3 separate regions of the Sus scrofa genome follow, and regions 1 and 2 are each linked to region 3. The links are chromatin contacts, called in public Hi-C maps. All regions are on one chromosome and are shown on one strand. Each heading gives the region's core, a stretch centred on a gene start, on an enhancer-like site or on the middle of the called end of the contact. The rest is flanking DNA. Distances are from core to core; before and after follow the strand shown.

Region 1 (3,496 bases), core at 226-2,725, 370 kb after region 3:
TAAGATTAGAAAAGATCTAGGGGCTTTGTAAACAATGCCTGTTGAACAAATAATTGCACTGGAAATGAAAATGATTTGTCATGTTTAAGGTTAACAGTGGGCTAATTCTATTTTCATTAGGGAAATTGTGTGTAGAAAGTAGGTGTCAAATTCATATTATAAAGATAACTCAAAATACTGCAGTTACCGTAAAATGTGTATGTGAGTAGCTTACATATTGACATTAGCTCCTTGCAACTGGGTGGACCTTTGCCATTTGCAGCCCTTGAGGTTACAGATATTCCTATAAGTGAGTCTACACCCAAGCTTGATTTTGGAGAGACAGGAAGAAAAGTAGGTACCTAAGTCCTTCATCCATCCTGTGAACATCAATCCTGGTAACATGGAAAGTATGCCGTATTTTACTCTTGCTATAAGTGAAACAAGGAACAAAATGTATTTGGTCACTAGTCTTAATTTTCTGCTTAATGATGAAGGGAGATAGTAGTTGAAGGAAAGCAAATTCCTTTCTTCGCTTTTTGTAGGGCTGAATTGAGGCTTCATCTTGGCAAGAAGTGGAACTGCTCTGTTGACAACGTGATACCAAACTGAAATATAGAGAAAGGGTCATGTCACAATGCAAATCAGTCCGTGTTCTTGATAGGAAAAGCACTACATCCTTCTGATAAATAAATTGTGGGTAGCGTAGTGGTTCTCAATGGTAAGCTAAACAAAGTGGAGCACTGCCAAGAGTGGATTCCAGAAGGATGTCAAAGTGTTTCATTAGCTGTCTGTACGCTTTTATTTGTTTCTGTTGCTTATCTGTGTTTGCCATGTCCTCCCTTCCCTTGAGTTTGAAAACATTTTGAAAGCAAGATCCACTTTCCTTTTAACTCCTCCCATGACTTAGAATTCTCTTCTACACAAGACGCAGGCTCCGTCACTGCAACTCTTCATTAATATGCCACCTTCAGATTTTAAAGCCAGATCTTAAAACTGTTGACATGCCATGACTTTTATCATCACAAAGACTTCAACTGTGGTCCGTACAGAAGGGCACAGAAATTCTCTCTCCTGGGAGAAGATAGAATCTATGGCTTGAGTCACCTGTGGAAGTAGGGTTCTTCTTGCTTCAAGTCCAATAGCAGCCCTGCCTTCCTGCTAATGAGCCTGTGCCATGTACCAGATTTTTCCCATCAGCATTTAAACACGATGTTATGTCTCCCCAGTGAAAAACAAAAAGCCTCTGAAGCCCTTTTCTTCCTCTAACTACCACTGCATGTCCCTCCTTCCCTTTGCAGCAAAACTTCCCACTTTCATTTGGACCCACTCCAAACAAGCTCTTTCCCCAGTGATGTCACCAAAACTGCTCTTGTCAAAGTTACTGGAACAATATACAACATCATTAAATCCATTTGTTCTTGGTTCTATTTACTTGTCCCCTTAGTCACATTTGACCCAGGTCATTACTCATTCCTCCGGGAAACACTTTCTTCGCTTGATTACCAGCACACACCCCCTCTGCTCCCTCCTAACTCTGGTCCCTCGTATCTGTCATCCCCTTGGCTGGTTCCTTCCCCACCGCCCAGTCTCTTAACCTTGAAATGCGTCTCTTTTGTTGAATTTCTTCATTCTTTGCATACTCACTCTGTGGGAGACTCCGTCTTCTCTCATGGCTTTCAATGGCCCCGATCCACGGACGACTCCTACACTTGTAGCTCAGGCTGGCATCTCCTCTTTGGACTCCAGACTAATCTGCCTAATGTCTACTTAGGACCTCCACATGCAGGGACCCCTCAAACTACCAGTCCAGAACGGAGCTCCCAGTCTTCTTCCCATACCTTCTTCTCACATGGTCCTTCCCATTGCTTTATTACGTCATTTCATTTTCAGGTTGCATAAGCCAACTTCTGCTGCAGCTGTCCTTGTCAAAGACAAGATCAACGTCACCACTGACCCAAAACACTGAACTTGACTCCTTCCTTAGTCTCCTTCCAATCCAACATTCAAAGCATAAGTCAGATTATTATTTCACTATATAATATGCCATGTATTTTACTTATTTTGCGTGTATGTCTTGCACGTAGAATATAAATTCCATGAGGCCTGGGATTGCTGTTTTGTATGCTGTTCAACCCCCAACATGGCTTGTCACTAATCAAATGAACGAATAAGTCGATGAACAAATTACATTTAAAAAGAAAGTAAAGAGGAGTTCCCTGGTGGCTCAATGGTTTAAGAATCCAGTGTTGTTCAGGTTATTGCTATCGTGAAGGTCTGATCCCAGTTCTGGGAACTTCTGCATGCTACAGGTGCAGCCAAAAAAAAAAAAAAAGAAAGTGAAGAAGATTGGCTATAATGGGTGAGATCTCTGAAGAACTCAAATTTATTTTAGAAATGATAACGATAGAAATACAGGAGAGATACTTTAACTTTTCACAGCTTACTAACATCGCCTTCCGTGACTTTCTTTTTGAAATTTTAATTATTACTTTATCATTACAGATTTTCTTTTTATATTCCCTAAACCCCATTTATTTGGTGAGAGGTACTTCGATGCACTGTTCTTGAGATGACCATGCTTCCTGACCTCCTATGGTTCTCTAGGTTCTGGAATTAAATAGATGTACAGATGTGCCACTTGCCTTCCTGCTTCTCTGCTGGAGGCTGTCTTTTCACATAGCCACTGAGCTTCCAGGACTTAATTTTCCAAGAATATTGCCTTTTATCATTACCACTTAATTTCTACTTCTCTTGACTGAAACGAAGAAGTTACCAAAGTTCTTAAACTTCTGTTTTGACCGCAGTAAATAAAAGTGTTAAATTATAGGCATTAGATCATAGCTTAATTTCTATGGGCCATTCCAAGATACTGAAATTAGATTTAGTTATTATATGTAATGGACATTAAGCATTTATGAGACAAATGGCCTTTAATTTAATTAGATAGTGAAGTATTCATAAGATACTTTGTTTTAAGAATAGCTAGTATGTAATAGCAGGAAAGAATCTTGCCTCTAATTTCTTGCATGAAAGAGTTGAGAAGATGCTCCTTTCTTGCACTTCTAGAAAAGTTTTTTTTTTGTTTTGCTTGTTCAGATACATAGGTAGAGGTGATATGTAGCCAAGTTTTTTCTGTAGTCAAACATTAAATCACTACTCAAGGTTGTTGCATTATCAATACAAAATTTGTTCTTTGAGTAGGTAAATGAATATTACTTTGTGATTTGGTAAACATATTTGACATATATCACATAATCATTATGGTTTCCTAACTCAGTATTGATGATGAGTCTAAAATAAATCAAAGTTGGCATATGAGAATTAACCACTGGAATGAATAATCGATTTTGTTCTACCTTTCTTTTCCACTCCTATCTGAGTATGGGTGAATAAGAATTCAGTAAATACATTTGGGATTAGCAGGTGCTTGGACTCTTGGGTTATGCGATTGCTTTATGTTTTAAAAATTGTCTTGGCGTATAGTTGATTTACAACATTGTGTTCATTTCAGATA
Region 2 (3,262 bases), core at 693-3,192, 270 kb before region 3:
ACCAGCATATTAACTCCAGGTCCAGAGTCCATTATGTTAGGTGCTACACTATCATACCTCTCAAGAACTAGATTTTTTAAAAACATAAGTTAGTAACAGGAGTTAACAATGGTTAAAAGATGTTAAATGTACATGAAAAATCTAAAACCCAGGACTCTTAATTCCCATTCCATCACTTCTTCTATTAGGTTAAACTGGCCTAATTCAGTCATTTAAGCTAACAAGAAAGCCTCCATGAAAATATTTTCACATAATCCCCTAGTATTTCTAAAATGCCGAAGAAAAATTCCAATTACTGCAGAAACTGTCCCATGACCTCTTTCGTCAAATGCTCCTTCCATCTACAGTGAAGAATTTCAAAAGATGGTTAACACATACTTTACTCTCAGGTTACTCTGTTCTTCTGGCTGAGGCTGCTCAACGCTACACTGTTCTTCAGACAAGGCCTGGTCAGTGCTACACGGCTCTTCTGGCAAAGGCCGATCAACCTGTTCTTCTGACGGAGGCTGGTCAGCTCGTTCTAACAAAGACGGGTGAACTTTTTTAAGTTGCTTCCTGAGTCTTTCCTCTTCAGCTAAATAGAGATGTTTCAGATGATCAGGGTATTTATCTGTGAACTGGGAGTCTTGTGAGGTCTGAGTTGCCTTTTTCCTCCAAAGCAATTTCTTGTAATTCTGCTGAATCTTTAGTTTTCTTCGAAATGCAAAGCCTTGTCCTGTTGAAGAACATGTCATGAATTACTTTCCCAGAAAATATGGTACATGAAAAACATAGTTGTTAGTTTACAATGAAAACTTTTCACATCATCATGTTCAGATGCTAGATTTTCATTATGTTTTGCTTTAAAATGTTATTTTAAGAAAACAAGTTTAAGCTAATGGAATGAATAGTATGTTGGTCCTTCGCAAAAAGATGAGGCTAACAGTAGTTGTGCTGAACTCAAGTAAGCATCTGAAGGAAAAACTAGAGTGTTGCACAATTCCAACTTACTGTACTCACAAATCAGATTCCTTATTTCATCTGAAACAATCTAGGTCTTCAGTAAATACCTAGGGGGAAAAGTCTTACATCTATTATTTTATCTTAGAAAAACTACCATACGACTGATTTTCATTGTGTAATTCAACACAAATGAGGGAAGACGGCTTTTTACTTTCTCAACAGCTAGCAGTTATCAGAAAACTGGACTTATTTAAGGCCTATAAGTTCTCAATGGGATTTAAGGCCACTTAATGACGGCGAGACAAAATGAGAAGTACAAACTAAAGTGAGTAAGACAAGACTGAAGAGCAAGGGTGTGGCGCAGGACATTTCTGACTGTCGTACATAATCCTCCGCTCTAATACCCTAGACGCGCTCTGCTTTTGGTGTCACGGGGAAAATGTAGAGGAAGAGCTCTTATCAAAAATGACATTAAGCTGAGGGAGATATTTAAAAACTTGGAATGAGCGATACTGCCTAGCTTCCTATTCAGAGTTCCGAGACACCCATGCCTTGAGCGGATTTAAGATCAGATTCCTGTGCACGGAGCAGGGCCGGGTGTGATTCCTAAATACTTCCCAGCTTCGGGGGACCGTGTATCCTAAGATTTCGCAGGCCTGAGGATTTGTAAAAAGCTGCTTTCTTACATACATACCCTCGCGAACGCTTCCCGCGAAGGCCTGAGGATGATTAGGTCGCCATCTCCTCTGTTTCACATTCTTGTTTGTGAATCCGACCCGTGAAACGCCTTCCCCACGTGTCCCAAAACTCCCCGTCCGCCACCTCGGGGCTGGCCTCACTGGCGCCATTGTACCTCGACTGCGGCGCCAGAAAACCACAGCGGACGCAGTCAAAACACGTCATCAGGCAAAAGCAATCGATCGCCCACGCAGAGTCCAGATCGGAGTTCTGCTTGTCTGGCCTGTGCTACTTTCCCCCGAGCCCTCGCTTGGCGGCCACGTTTGCGCCACCTATAGCCCGGGAGGCTGTGCGTCATGGCGGCTTCTTGCCCACTCCCGGTAACCCCCGACCTGCCCACGCTGCGTGCCAAGTTGCACGGGCTGCTGCGGTTCCTGAGGGAAGCGCTGCCCATTTCCAATGCACATACGGTGGACTTCTACACGGAGTCGGTGTGGGAGCAGCTGGTCGACCTGCCTCCGGAGACCGTGCTGGCGGTGCTGAGGAGGTCGGCGGCGGAGGCGGAGGCCCAGCCCTCGGCGGCGCGCCCCCTGGCGGAAGCCCAGGGAGGATCAGGTGAGCGGTGGCGGGGCGGGCAGGGAGGCCGAGAGAAGGTCCTCCCCCGCCGCCCGGGGAAGCGTGCCCCCTAGCGGAAGCCGAGCGGAAGCGGGTGCGCGGCGGGGCGGGGCGGCGCGGGACGTCTCCGCTTCGCGGCGGCGGCGGCGTCGGGGGAGCAGAGGCGCCTCCAGCGTCTCTCTCTCGTTCTTGGAGGCTCGTGCGTTTCCCCAGTTCAAAAAGAAAGAGGAGGGCAAGGACCTGTCTTCATTAAGTAACTCAGCAATAGCTTCTTGACCCGAGGGAAGCAAGGGGAGCAGAGGTTGCATCATGCTTATCAATTCCGTGTGAAAACGGAGCGGAAGGTCAACATGCAGTGATGAGGGTCACTTCGAACAGTGATCGCGGCCAAGAAGAAATGAAACCGGTCCGTTGTGAGAGCAGGTGTGTGACGTCGCTAGTCGTGAACCGAGGACGAAGCCTCCACCTGCCCTGAGCAGCAGCAGGGGCCGTCAGGCCCCGGAGAGAGCTGGTGGCTGAGCTGCCGAAGCCCGCGCGGCCGGAGCCAGGGGCCCCCGCGGGAGGCGCGGTCCGGGATGCAGGCCGGGCCCGGGTCGCGCAGGCCTCTCCGGGTTTGGGAAGAACGCTGAGTTTGAAGGGTGGTGAGAAACGTTTTGAGCAGTCCAGCCGATATAGTGACTTAGCTCAGTGGGTCAAGGATCCGGTGTTCCCCGAGCTGTGGGTGGGTCGCAGACCTGGCTCGGATCGGGCGTTGCTGAGGCTGTGATGTAGGCCGGCAGCTGTAGCTCCGATTTCACACCTGGCCTGGGAACCTCCCTGTGCCGCACGTGCAGCCCTAAAAAGCAAAAGCAATATATATATATGTATCAAAATATATATCTATATCAAAATATATATATGTATCAAAATATATATATATCAAAATATATATATGTATCAAATATATATGTATCAAAATATATATATGTATCAAAATATATATATATGTAGTGGCTTAATTTAACTTACATTTGAGACGATCACTCTG
Region 3 (3,544 bases), core at 83-2,582:
AGTGTTCATCGTGGTCCAAGGGATCCACAGGTCCAGCCAGAAGGCGGCCGCGCCGGGAGGTGTGGCAGGCAGCCCACGGTCCTCTTTGGTCTTGCAACTTTAGGACCCAGGGCCCGTTCCACACAGACCATTCTTCTACTCATTTCATCATGCTGGACGCCTTCCATCTAGTCCTGAGTCCAGGCGGCAAGGAAAGGGCATTAAGTTCCCACCTTCTCGGGTTCAAGGAGAGCGCAGTACGGGGCTGCAGAGGCGTTTCTTCTCTGTGTTCTCGGGGTTAACCTGACAATCCCCTCGAAACCGCAGGAAGCCCTCGCAACTGTGGGGTGCGTTTTGCGTGTGCGCGCGAGTCTGTCTTTCCTCTCTGGGGGTCCTTTCTTTTCCACCTGCCTGCGGGAACAATTCCCTCCCCAGACGTCTTTCCGTTGACCTTCGGGACAACGGTAGGCTCGGAGGTGAAATTTCTCGCTCCTGAGATGCCCTCCAGCTCTCCGCCCCCACCCCCACCCCATTTCGGCTCCCGCACAGTGAGGGTGTGTTGGTGGCCACCGAGGTTAGAGCACTCGCCAAACCTGTTCTTCCTCTCCCGGGCTCCAGAAGTCTCCCCGGCGGACCGGACTTACGCCTGGCAGAGCTTGGCACACACAGAGCTGGGGTTGAGATTCGGCGGGTGCCAGGCGCCGCCAGGCAGCGGCAGGGCGAGCGAGCGACGGCGTCCTCCTCGGTCTCTCGTCTGCTCTGGCGCCCCCGCCCAGGGCGCCCTCCAGCTGCCGCTCGGCGTTGTTTGCCAGCGGTTGCCCTTGGGTCCCCGGGGCTGCCCAGAGTGAAATCTAAGGTGAACGCCACAAGGGGAGGGCGGGCGATGGGGAGGAGGAGCCTCCGGCCGCGGCGGGGGGGGCGGGGGGAGGTGGGAGGAGCCTCCAGCCCAGGGGGTGATGTGGGCGGAACCCTGTGGGCGGATCTGGGTGGAGACCGCGGCTGAACGAACCCGGGATGGAGGGTTGGCCACGCAGGCGCGGGGGGCAGCGCCGAGAACCCCACGCGGGAGCTTCGGGAGTCTCCAGCCACCCCTTCTCACTTCACTGGAGAAGGGGCTGCGGCCGGGAGGGACCTATTAAAGAGTGAATGAGCTGCAGCCGCCGTGGCGGCCAGAGTCTGCCCAAGCGGCCCCGGAGCTGTGCGCCCGGGAGGCGGCGAGGGGAGGCGGTTCGCCTTGTCCCTCCCACCCGCCCTTCTCGCGCTCTCTTCCTCCAGCAGGTCCCAGAGCCCGGCTCGGTCCGGTCCCTCTGCCCCCATCCCGCACTCTTCCACCTCCTCCGAGACCCAGTCCTCACCTAGGGCGCCCCGCACGGCCATGGGTTAGGGCGGGGGCGCGAGCCGCGCAAAGGACCAGCCCTGTGCATCCGCCGGGGGGCGCGGAGCCCGAACGCCGCTCGCCGCTCGCCGGCGCCAGGCATGGGGAGCGCGGCGTGAGCCCGCACCCGGGGAAGACGGAGGAGCTGCGGAGACGGGCGCGAGGAGGAGGAGGAGCAGGAGAGCGGTGGATCGGAAGGACCCGAGGGAGGAAGGGAGGGACTGCAAGCGAGGGAAAAGTGAAGCTGGGAGGAGAAGGCGGCGGAAGGTGGGGATTGATGCTTCTGTTTTTTGTTGCCGCTGCTGCCCTCGCGCTGGGAGCCGAGCCGGAGGGAAGGCAGTGGAGAGATGATTGCAGAGTTGGTGAGCAGCGCTCTGGGGCTCGCCTTGTATCTCAACACCCTGAGTGCGGATTTCTGCTATGATGACAGGTAAGGGGGTGAGAGCGACTCCGCGGAGGCTCTGAAGCTGCCCGCTTGAAGGCTCGGAGTGGGTTTTGGAGGAACTAGTGCAGCACCTGAAGGTTTGGGAGACGCGTAAACACCCACACCTCCAGCAAACCCTGGGGACGCGGGCGCCCTGGGCGGGCTCAGGGAGTTTGGGTTCCTAGGTTGCCGCACGGGAGGTTCCTCTCCCGTGCTTCCCGGCTGGTGGCAGGCGCTTAAGTTTCTTAGCGGAAATCGCAGCAATTGGGGAAACTGTTTAATGAACTATTTTAAAAAAATTCGTAGATGTTCCTTGGTGCAACAAAAGCACCTTGAGCGATTTTACGTCCGTCCTGGAAGGAAGCTGTTTCCCGCCCCCTAATAGATCTTCCCTGTAACGTTTCCTTTTATTGATGGGACGCTTTTATTTACCGAGGTTAAAACACGCTTGACAGTTGCCAAAATAGTGGAGAGCTCGCCCTCTGCTTCAACTTTCCCTTTTGACGTAGGGTGTACTTTACTTTGAGCCAGGATACTGCTGCTGCTCGTCTCTCCGGCTCCCCTGCCTCCCTCACCAATCGATGGAGTAGCCCTTGCTAAAAGCCTGGGCTTTCATTTCTGCTGGGGAGTTTTACACGAGACCTTAGCGATTCTTTTGTGCTAATTGGGGAAGAAGACGCCCCTAGAGACTCCAGTTGTCTTCTGCATTTGGGTTAGTTTGGGTGGCTAATGAGACCTGAACTGTGTTGTCAGAGAAACTGAATCGATTTCTGGAAAATGTCAACCGTGGTGCTCGTGCCTCTACCTATTTAAACGTTGTTAGTGTTTAGACACTGACGAAAAGCTCCAAGAGCCATTAGGGAAAATTCCGATTTGTGCCTTTCCGGTGACTTAAGCTGATTATAATTAAAACAGATGCATAATTAAAATATATTAGGGAGAACAGCATGCCTGGCTAAACTTATTAACCGTCCTGGGGTGTTTCATGCTTCATTGAAATTAAACCATCCAAAAAGTGAGCACAGATTTACTTTGACAGCTTTTCAGCAGCCTCTCTGGGCGACGGAAAGTGAATGGATCCCCAGGGTCAGGGCAAGGCAGTGAGTGAACTTAAGCAAAGCGGTTGATGGTGAGGGGAGATGAAGGCAGACTCTTCTCCTGCTGGTGATCACCCACAGTCTGTATCCCCTGATGGGCTCACTCTCCAGCTAAAAGCGTGTCCGTGGATGTATGCCTTAAGTCAGCGGGGCTTGCTGTACTCCCACACGTCTGGGAGGAAATCCCCTGATAATAGGGCAAGAACATCCAGCACATCCTTCTTCGTGCATTTCATGTAGTGTCTGTCAGAGACCAGCTGATAGGATAGCCACCGTTCTACATAAACTCTTCCTCAACTTTTAAGCAGTGTCCAGATTTCAGCAGTTACGTTACAGGCTGAGAAATAAATGGTCTGTATGTAAGTGTGGCGAGCTGCTTCTGTTTCCTCCAATTTTGTGTAACTGTGCACCTGCTATTCCTAGGGCATTGGCAGAAAAAGCTCTTGCTTCCAAAGATGGGTGACTATTCACTAAAGTGAACTTGGGGAAGATTCTGGGCAGTTACTGCCTCTGTTGGAGACAGTGTGAAGAGTAAGCCTTTAAACCAATAATTTAGAGCTTATAAAAAAGTAACTTACTGTAGTATTGGAACTATGGTAGAAGCATTCCTGGGGTAGCACTTCTTTGTTGCTGTCCAGTTCTTTAAAAGGCACATGTCAGAAGAAACTC

What was found. A called contact is a pair of places that touch in the nucleus more often than the background predicts.
Region 1: a contact with region 3 is called in a Hi-C map of liver, with 7 times the contacts expected there. The contact joins the enhancer-like site here to the promoter of TMTC2 in region 3. A contact is called at or near these places in 1 of 5 promoter capture datasets (liver), 3 of 47 Hi-C or Micro-C datasets (embryonic fibroblasts, liver and skeletal muscle) and 1 of 2 datasets of contacts at active chromatin or transcription factors (skeletal muscle).
Region 2: a Hi-C map of skeletal muscle shows a contact between it and region 3, with 5 times the contacts expected there. The contact joins the promoter of METTL25 here to the promoter of TMTC2 in region 3. A contact is called at or near these places in 10 of 47 Hi-C or Micro-C datasets (fetal skeletal muscle, heart right ventricle, liver and 5 more) and 1 of 2 datasets of contacts at active chromatin or transcription factors (skeletal muscle).

What each region holds. Positions count from the first base shown.
Region 1 is chr5:98,710,715-98,714,210 of Sscrofa11.1, reverse strand. All of the region lies in intron 12 of TMTC2 (transmembrane and TPR repeat-containing protein 2), which reads left to right. Among named protein-coding and RNA genes, the nearest start is that of TMTC2, 370 kb to the left of the region's middle. Within about 2 kb of position 1,475, at least 13 of the 83 cell types and tissues checked have an H3K27ac peak or open chromatin away from gene starts, as enhancers often do. A contact at or near this core is called in liver, where this site is marked.
Region 2 is chr5:99,357,265-99,360,526 of Sscrofa11.1, reverse strand. It overlaps METTL25 (methyltransferase-like protein 25), which reads left to right and starts at 1,942. Exons shown (of 14, transcript XR_002344285.1): 1 at 1,942-2,235. CCDC59 (coiled-coil domain containing 59) reads right to left here and starts at 1,801. Exons shown (of 4, transcript NM_001243859.1): 1 at 1,637-1,801; 2 at 379-715. The coding sequence starts at 1,790.
Region 3 is chr5:99,083,031-99,086,574 of Sscrofa11.1, reverse strand. TMTC2 (transmembrane and TPR repeat-containing protein 2) reads left to right here and starts at 1,332. Exons shown (of 13, transcript XM_021093031.1): 1 at 1,332-1,784. The coding sequence starts at 1,702.